Linked DNA regions of Mus musculus: region 2 is linked to region 1. Evidence: chromatin contacts called from public HiChIP or PLAC-seq data. All regions are on one chromosome and are shown on one strand. Each heading gives the region's core, a stretch centred on a gene start, on an enhancer-like site or on the middle of the called end of the contact. The rest is flanking DNA. Distances are from core to core; before and after follow the strand shown.

What was found. HiChIP or PLAC-seq counts read pairs in DNA pulled down with a chosen protein or histone mark.
Region 2: a contact with region 1 is called in a BATF HiChIP or PLAC-seq map of CD8 T cells, with 7 read pairs. The contact joins two enhancer-like sites. A contact is called at or near these places in 2 of 15 datasets of contacts at CTCF or cohesin (CD8 T cells and the NIH/3T3 cell line) and 3 of 115 datasets of contacts at active chromatin or transcription factors (CD8 T cells, bone marrow-derived macrophages and memory CD8 T cells).

Annotation. Positions count from the first base shown.
Region 1 is chr5:31,574,202-31,578,847 of GRCm38.p6, reverse strand. No RefSeq gene overlaps it. Among named protein-coding and RNA genes, the nearest start is that of AI839979, 5.1 kb to the right of the region's middle. Within about 2 kb of position 2,002, at least 79 of the 459 cell types and tissues checked have an H3K27ac peak or open chromatin away from gene starts, as enhancers often do. A contact at or near this core is called in CD8 T cells and memory CD8 T cells, where this site is marked.
Region 2 is chr5:31,829,411-31,834,056 of GRCm38.p6, reverse strand. Babam2 (BRISC and BRCA1 A complex member 2) reads right to left here. Exons shown (of 12, transcript NM_144541.1): 6 at 2,898-2,972. Among named protein-coding and RNA genes, the nearest start is that of Babam2, 130 kb to the right of the region's middle. Within about 2 kb of position 2,301, at least 38 of the 459 cell types and tissues checked have an H3K27ac peak or open chromatin away from gene starts, as enhancers often do. A contact at or near this core is called in CD8 T cells and memory CD8 T cells, where this site is marked.

The DNA of each region.
Region 1 (4,646 bases), core at 753-3,252:
CTTTTAATACATTATTTTTATGGCACTGCTGTTTTGCCTGCATGTGTCTGCATCAGGGTGTCAGGTTCCCTGAAACTGGAGTTACCAACAGCTGTGAGCTGCCATGTGGGTGCTGGGAATTGAACCTGGGTCCTCTAAATGAGCTCTTAACTGCTGAGCCATCTTTCCAGCCCTGGCCTGGAAACTTCTAGGTAGACCAGACTGGCCTAGAATTTGCAGCAATGCCCCTGCCTCTGCCTGCCAGGTGTTCTGCCATATCCGGATGATCGTTTTTACTATGGTCAAGAGCAGTGGCTCTCAACCTTCCGGAAGCTACAACTTTTTAACACAGTTCTTTGTGTTCTGGTTATCCCCAACCATGAAATTTTGTTGTTACCTCATAACTGTAATTTTGCTACTGTTATAAATTGTAATATAAATATCTTGTTTTCTAATAGTCATAGGCAACCCCTGTGAAAGGGCCGGTTAATGGGGGCAGGGTGGCATGTGTCACAACCCACAGGTTGAGAGCCACTGGTTTACCCAGAAGGCACTTCACCACGCTCTGGTTTGCAAAGGGAGTGTGGCACCCACTATATGCTGTGGAATTTAGTGACTGCAAAGAAAAAGCAGATGCCCTATGAGACTTAGGTTACAGAAAAGTATCAATTAAAATTTTAGAAGACTCTGAATGCCTCATCTCGACTGAGGAGGGCAGCCCCCAGAAGCTCCCTGCTGTCCTCAGTATCTCCAGAGCCCCCAGCAGCCCGCAGCAGCCCAGCTCCAGTTTCTTCCAATACTACCTCCCTAGCGAGTTACTTTTTAGCACCCCCTGTTTAAAACCCTCAGTAGCTCTTCCTTTCTCTTCCATAGAAGTCGACATAATGTACACCTACAATCTCCAACACTGGGAGATGGAGGCAGAAGGAGCCGGAGTTCAAAATCATCCTCAGCTACATAGTGAGTCCGAAGCCAACCTGGGCTACCTGAAACCTTAAAACTCTAAGAAATCCATTTGTCCCTGACTCCCACTCCTATACAGCCATCTTCCTTGTCCTGTCATGTCACAACACTGTCCCCTGTCCCAAGCCCACCACCAACCCAATGCCTTCAGTTCGCCTGGGCAGCCCTGCCCTCTCTACCTTTGTCCGCCAATGCCCTTCATGAACCTCTCTCCTAATTCCTCTCCTCTTGGGGCTTCCATGTCTTTCTTTTGCGATTCGAGCGTGCAACCTTGCCAGGTCATGAATTAAATGCTTGGCTCTGAGTTAATGGTGCTGGTTTGTGAAGGTTCCACTTTAAGTGGAACCTGGTTGGAAAGAGCCAGGTAGCTGGGGTCACGCCTTTGAAGGTTGCCCCTAGTGTGTGGGCCTTTATAGTTTCCTCTGCTTCCTGCCAACCATGAGGAGAGTGGCTGGTTGCATGTTCCCACTGCCAGGATATTCCATCCATGTTTGTAGAGCCAGGCATCCAAGGTTAGACCTCTCTGAAACCACAAGCAAATAATACCCCCCCTTAAGTTGTTTCTGCCAACTATTTGGTCAGAGCAGGTAACTACTGTACCCGAGGAACAGTGTGAGCACCAGCCTGCTAGCCCCAGGGGTGGCCAAGGGATGCAAAACTGGTTGGTAAACTGTAAAGGTTTGGGGAGCCATAATGTCTAGAGGGTCTTGAGAGTCTTGTAAGGATCTTTGTAGGTTGACCTCAAATTCATACCAGAAGCTCAGGAGACCACCGTACGGAAGGACCAGGGAAACGATGCAGTTTGAGCAGGAAAATATGGGGGTGGGGTGGATCATTAATCAAGTAGGCAGAGTCTATTCATTCAGAAAGCCTGAGTCTGCATGTGAAGCCCCGGGGAGGCACGGAGTGACGAGAGTACAAGAGAATTGGGCTTTGGCTCCTTCCTTTCAGCTCAAGGAGGTGAGTCAGCCAGAGGTGCTGGCCCAGATCTCACCCTCCTCTGCTTGAGACTAAACTCAATGGTCCAGAGGATGTACCCAGAGGATGGAGCCCACAGTACAGTGAGTGAGTCACAGGGCTGAGTCACAGCCCACTCAGCCCCTTTCAGGGCTCTGACGAAGGCTCTGCCAGCACAGCGACAGCGGCATTCTAACCACACACACACACACACACACACACACACACACACACACACACTCCTCCTCCTCCTCCTCCCCCCGACTGATGACCTCACAGCGTGCTTCTCGTGACTGCCAGCCTCACAGATTTCTCGGGTTCAGTGAACACTCCTGCATCTACCACATAATGAGCTCCACCTCAACCTTTGTCACTCACCCACTCATCTGTTCCTTCCTTGTGCAGGTACTGCGCTAACATCTCAGCCCTGGCCTCTAAGGAGCTCTCCAGGCAACATTGGAACAATTCCCATCCTGGCTTTAGCATTTCAGAGGTATGGGCAAGGAGCAACAAGGGATCCTTTCACAAGTCAGCCTTCCATCCCATACAACACTCAACACGACATCCAGGCTGAGACATGGACCCTCTAACGTAGGGATGGGTAGAGGACATCTGACCCCATGACTCACAAGCCTGGGCTGTTCTACTTCCCAGAAGGAACACCAAGCCAAAAGGTTTTTATCTACACAGATCCAAATATCCAGTTTTCTTTGAATGCCACATGGGGTTGGTTATATACTGAGATCTGTACCAAACTTTAATTAATTGTCAGGTCCCAAAGAAACCCAGGATGAGGCTCACTCGGTACTCGTGGCTCCTCCCAGCCCTGCTTGCCCCACCCCCTACCCTAACTCTTCAGCACAGAGGCTTCAGTCCCCTCCCCAGCTTCCCATTCCTGCCATGGTAGCCATGTGCTCTCTTGGTCCTCTTGGTCCTTGCTTCTTCTCTTGGTCCCCTTGCCCTCTCTCCTCTTCTCTCTCTTCTTTCCCCATCTTGCTCTCCAGAGCCCCACTCTCTTCTCACAATTCAGCCTGCTGATCAAGCTCTGTCCACTGGTTTCTCTCCCTCGTCTGGACTTCTCCCAGATGCCTCTGGCTGATCCTGCTGTCATAGCTACAATAAAACCCTTCTTCTCAACCATTCGTGGAGCAGGCATGTCCTCATTTGTGTTAATAATAAAAAATAAATTCACAGAGGAGAAAGGGAAATATAGTACTTTGATAATTTTCATCTACTTACAGTCTTAAATATAATTTTGCTGTGGAAATTAACATGCCACAGGAAGATATTGAGCCTAGACTAGTGGACTCAGAAGAAGTTCTAGTCTTACTTGGCCATTTTCAGTGTGACTATTGAGTTGGGACTGTTTTTAAAAGAGGTGTTGTCTCATTGTGCCACCCAGGTCAGTTCCAAAACGTTCTCAGCCTCCTAAGCAGCTGGGTCCTAAGTGTGTTACTGTACTCTGCTTGAATTATGACAAGTGACAGCAGAGGAACCTGACTATTAGAAAATATACACCATCAGAACTCAGATGAGCTTTAGGCAGCTAGGTCTTGTCTAACCACTTAATTTTAGAAGTAGGAACTGGGGGATAAAGAGCTGGTTCTGCAGTTAAAATCACAGGCTGCTCTTCTAGAGGACTGGGGTCAGTTCTGAGCACTCATACAGACAACTCTCAACCTTCTGTAACTACAGACCAAAGGAATCTGATGTCCCCTCTGGCTTCCATAGGCACTGCAGCATGTGGTACACAGACATAATTGGGACAAACACCCATGCATGCAGAATAAAAACAAAGACAGTCATGCTGGGGATGGTTGGTACAGGCTTTAAATCTCAGCCCTTAGGCAGAGGCAGAGAGGCAGAGAGAGAGGCAGAGAGAGAGAGAGGCAGAGAGAGAGGCAGAGAGGCAGAGAGGCAGAGAGGCAGAGAGGCAGAGGCAGAGGCAGAGGCAGAGGCAGAGGCAGAGGCAGAGGCAGAGCCAGGGGGATCTCTGTAAGTTCCCCTGGGCTACACAGCAAGTTCCAGGACAACCAGAGATGCATAGTGAAACCTTGTCTCAAAATAAATAAATAAAATCTCAAAAAAAAAATTAGAAGTAGAAAATCAGATCTGATATGATGGCTTATGGCCGAAGTTCCTGAACTTGGGAAATAGAAACAGAAGGAACACCACAAATTTAAGGCTAGCCAGGTATGCATGATGAGGTCTGTTGTCCCTCTCAGAAAAAAGAAAGTTTAATTATTTGATAATTTCTGTTTATTTTCCGTTCTATTTATTCCAGAAATAAAGCATATTACAGAAGCAATAAAAATGCTATATTAATTTCAGCATACCAGGATAATCACCAATGCCATTCATAATTATATTTTGTAACTTTTTACACAACTATAATCACATAATATAAATAATTTTATGTACCTTCTTCATTTGCTCTTATGTTCTACTTCTATCTTTGTTATTTTTTTAAAAAGATTTTATTTTATGTATAAGGGTTACACTGTAGCTGTTTTCAGACACACCAGAAGAGGGCATCAGATCCCATTACAGATGGTTGTGAGCCACCATGTGGTCGCTGGGAATTGAACTCAAGACCTCTGGAAGGGCAGTCAGTGCTCTTAACCACTGAGCCATCTCTCCAGCCCTGTCTTTGTTATTTTTAATGGCTGTATATTATCCCAGCAAGAAGAGAGTCTTATTTTTTTTCATGGCTTATTTGCCCATTCAAATCATACCCCAGCATTAGA
Region 2 (4,646 bases), core at 1,052-3,551, 250 kb before region 1:
GCGCACGCCTTTAATCCCAGCACTTGGGAAGCAGAGGCAGGCGGATTTCTGAGTTCCAGGCCAGCCTGGTCTACAGAGTGAGTTCCAGGATAGCCAGAGCTACACAGAGAAACCGTGTCTCGAAAAACCAAAAAAAAAAAAAAAGAAAGAAATTGGAGAGATCCTACACTAGCAACTTAAAAGCACACCTGAAAGTTCTAGAATAAAAAGAAGCAAACACAACCAAGAGGAGTAGATGGCAGGAAATAATCAAACTCAGGCCAGAAATCAACCAATTGGAAACAAAGAAAATGATTAAAAAAAAAAAATCAACAAAAACAAAAAAGCTGGCTCTTTGAGAAAATCAACAAGCTAGATAAACCCTTAGCCTGTGTATCTTGGATACACAGAAACAGTATCCAAATTAACAAAATCAGAAATGAAAATGCCTGGCCTGTCCTCAGTGGGAGAAGATGTGCCTAATCCTGGAGAGACTTGAGGCCCAGGGAGGCAGGAGGTTTGGTGTGGGGAAGCATCCTCTTGGAGACAGGAGAGAGGAGGAATTTGAATACTTCATATTGAATTAATGAAAAAATTTAGTAGGAAAATTAGAATCTTTTCTTTCATTACAAAGTGTAGGTTTTAGGAAAACAATAGGAAAAAGACGATGCACTTTTAGTATTATATTGTTAGGGTTAGTATTTCACACAAAACAAATAGTAAAAATAAGACTGTAGAGCCAGTTTTCACTCTAACAAATTTAAGAGCAGTATCTTCTAATGATTGACTCTTTCTTACAAGAAAGAGACAAGTCATACCTGACTATCTTTGTGGGACTGGTTCCATGACTCCACATGGATGCCAAAATCTGCCTGAGAATTAGGTTTTTGACATAAAATGATAGAGTATTTTGCCTATTATATATGTGCATCCTCCCGTAGACTTCAAATATCTAGTCTTACAAATAACTGCTAAACCATATTATGGAGTAATTATAACCCTCCTCCAACAAAGAACCTGTACACACTCAGTAGACGTCCATTTTTTTCCAAATATTTCATCTTTGTTTGGCTAAATTCATGGATTCAGACACAGAGCCTGTCACTACATGGTCAGATGTATATAATTACAAAATAATCTTTCTTTGTTGAAATACTATGATGAATAATCACACTTCAATGATTAGTGGCCTCTCTACTGTCCTATGGACCACAATTTCTCCCTACAAGCACATCAAATAGGGTAGAGAACTGAGCCTGAAAGAAACAGACTTGGAAGGTCAATCCACACGAACTGAAACCTGTGAAAGGGCGGGCTAGTGTGCTGCTGTGCAGACAGACTCCAGAAGCAGAGTGCATTTTTCCCTTTACTTTACCTGAGTTTGTGTTCAATTTCTAGCGCTTGAAAATAAAGAGTAGCAGCTAGAAAACTGTTTTTCTACTGATTGAGTTTTTACTTGAGTAATTCATTTATCTAAGCCCTTGACTTAGCTCAACCAAAGTAAAATTCAGGGTTTTAAGTTAGATATTATCATGTTAAGAGCCATTTCCACTTACAATAAAAAGTGAAATCATATCATAGAATATTTATTAAATCACACATCCTAACATCAAAAACTCCATTAGTAAGTGTATTTGTTATCATTGGTAATATGAACTTAAGAGTAGATGGTGAGTTACCTTCCATAATGCAATGAGGCTCACTGCTGCAAATCAGCAGGCTGTCTTATGCTATCTCAGTGCTCACAAGTTCTGCTTCACCAGCTAATTATTGGGCAAAGTGAGGCAACCTGCTATCATCATGACAAAGCATATGCTAACCCCAGGAGCTCAAAGAGTTAACTTTATTTGTATTCCAACAGAAACAGTTGCAGACCTAAGAATTAGGTGTTAGAACATCCAAATATAAGCAGCATGCCAAGGAGTTCCCAATGCAAATGCTCTTCAAAGAGCACAGCAAGTTTCTAGCCATTACTAGAGTCTGGCTGATATTACTAATTTCTTTTCCCTCAGCAGTTAAAATCCAATCAGTTCTGGAACAACATCAAATTAAGAAGGCAAAAATTTCAGCCTGGCAGTGGTGGTACATGCCTTTAATTCTAAAACTTGGGAGGCAGAGACAGGTGGATATCAGAGTTCCTGGCCAGCTAGGTCTACAAATTGAGTTCTAGGACAGCCAGGGCTACACAGAAAAGAAACCACAAAACAATACGGCAGAGACATTTAAAGATTAGACTGAAACTAAAGAAGGACAGGCTGAAAGAACTGAGGGCAGCCTGCCAAGTCTTAAATCCTCACCTGAGTAGGCTGGGCCTCTGCCTTAGCATTTCCTTTTCAGAACTTGCTCTCTGATCTATGTGGTTTCTTTCACTAGCCACAAGTAGTCTTTTGAAGACTACCTCTTCTCTATGGAGCATGTAAGGAACTCTTTCAAATAGCTGTTCCCTGGGCCTCTATCTCACTTTAACAAATGCTATATATACTGTTCTAATTAGTTTAATGAATCTCTGAGATAGCCCAACTTTGAAGGTACCTGAGTTCAGTTGCTGACATAAAGAAGTTGAAATGCCTTTTAAGCATTTTTAATATGTAGAATGCCTTGGACAAAATCTATGAGTCTTCCATCCCAGTAAGATTACTAAATCAAACTGATTTTCCCAAGTGTAATTTATTTACACTACTAATGTATAATCACCTTGAACAAAAACCTCACGCCTAAACAACTTTTAAGGTTAGTACAGTAGCTGAAGAAAACAATTCCAACGGATTTTCCTGCACTAAGCATCTTATTAGAATTCACTATCTGGAACAAAATAAGAAGAAACAAGGCATACAAATATTGAGCTAAACGATCACAGTATTCGTATTCTCTTATTTTATTCTGATTTGCATTCTCTTATTGATAATACATAGTTTTACCTTGAGAAGGTATGTGGGAATGTTGCTGAAATCTACTGGTAACTTCAATAGAAAACGAGCTGAAAATTCACCAGTCTGTAAGGAGAAAAAAGGATTAAAATATACAACAGATTGATAAGTAACAATTATGTCCAAGAAAAAATTCAATATACAGACAACTCCTATTAGGGTTTCCTAACACAAGACAGAAAAATAAGGTTGGAAAGTAGGATAGAATTAAAAAGAATCCTTAAACTATTAAAGGGGCACAGTTTTAATGAAAGAACTCTTCATTTTAATGCATGAAAACATTTTAAAGTAGTATTGGGTTTTTAAAAAAAATGAAAAGAATACATGAATGGATATTATTTCTCAAAAAAAAAAAACTGAAATAGGAAGAGACCACCTTGCCCCTGAGACTTATCTGCTTTCCTAAGCATTCATACCATCGTCCTGACTCTGTAACTTACCACCATGTATGCTGACATCCATTACAGGATGTGTGCAAGTCCATACAAAGACCAAACTTCCTCTAACGTGGAGCAATACATCAATATAAACCCAGGAAAGTTTCTAATCTCTTGAAAGTTCACAAATATTATCAATTAATATTTTCAGTAATTAGAAATTTAAAACACTTAAGCTATAAATAATAACTCCAGTTAATTGCTTTGTGTATGTGTGTATATGTGCATGAGTATGAATGTGTGTTTATGTGTGAGTGTGTGTGTGTGTGTGTGTGAATGTGTATGTATGTTTATGTGTGAGTGTGTGAGTGTGTGTGTGTGTGTGTGTGTGTGTGTGTGTGTGTGAGAGAGAGAGAGAGAGAGAGAGAGAGAGAGAGAGGGTGTTTTACCAGGGAACATACTCAGGGCTTCATGCACTCAAGGTAAGCACTGTTTCTAAGCAAACTATTCAGTGATCTCAGGATTCCAAGGCCTCTATGCAAGCAAAGGCAACAAAGCTATGTGAGACCCGGAGTCTCCCACCCTCTCTCACTGCAAGCATTTAGCGTGGCTTGAAATTTTGACACAGTGAACTCCAATATGACATGTTTGATAAAAAAAATATGCTAAAACTACTTCCAATAATGGTTCTTTCACTAGCCTGCCCACTTGGCCTAGAGACACATACTAGCTAACATATGACTTGTCTCTCATCAGAGGCACTTCTATTTGTAATAGATGGTAAGTACCAAAGAGACCCACAACTGGTCAAGGTACAGAGATTCAAAGATTATAGAACACCCATCCCTAAATCAGACACCTATATTGTAACTTCCCTTCTCCTAGGGTTCATGGATCATTGCAGAAAGGGAGATAGAAAGAGTGTGACAACCTGAGGTTGTATCTTCTGGACACAGCAAAGCAGCTGCACAGAGGAACTCACAGCAGCTGTGACAGCATGCATAAGGCCTGTGCCATCTAAAGCCAGATGAACCCCAGCATAGAGAGAGGGGCTGGGCATGGGTTCCCACATTTAGTCAAGGAACTGTCTACAAGTAACAGCTGCTGGGAGATATACTGGGAAGGAAAGTATAGCTCCCATAAGTCACTGCCTTTCACAGAAGGCCACACGTCCAAGGACACAGGAGTAGCACAGACTGACTTCATTTGTGGGAGGAAAAAACCCACAAAGCTGGGAGGGTAAGGAAGTGGGTGTGAATCTAGGAGGAGTTGGAGGAGAGGTGACAATGGCATATATAATATTTGTGTGTGTGTGTGTGTGTGTGTGTGTGTGTGTGTGTGTGTGTATATTTCTGTATAGTAT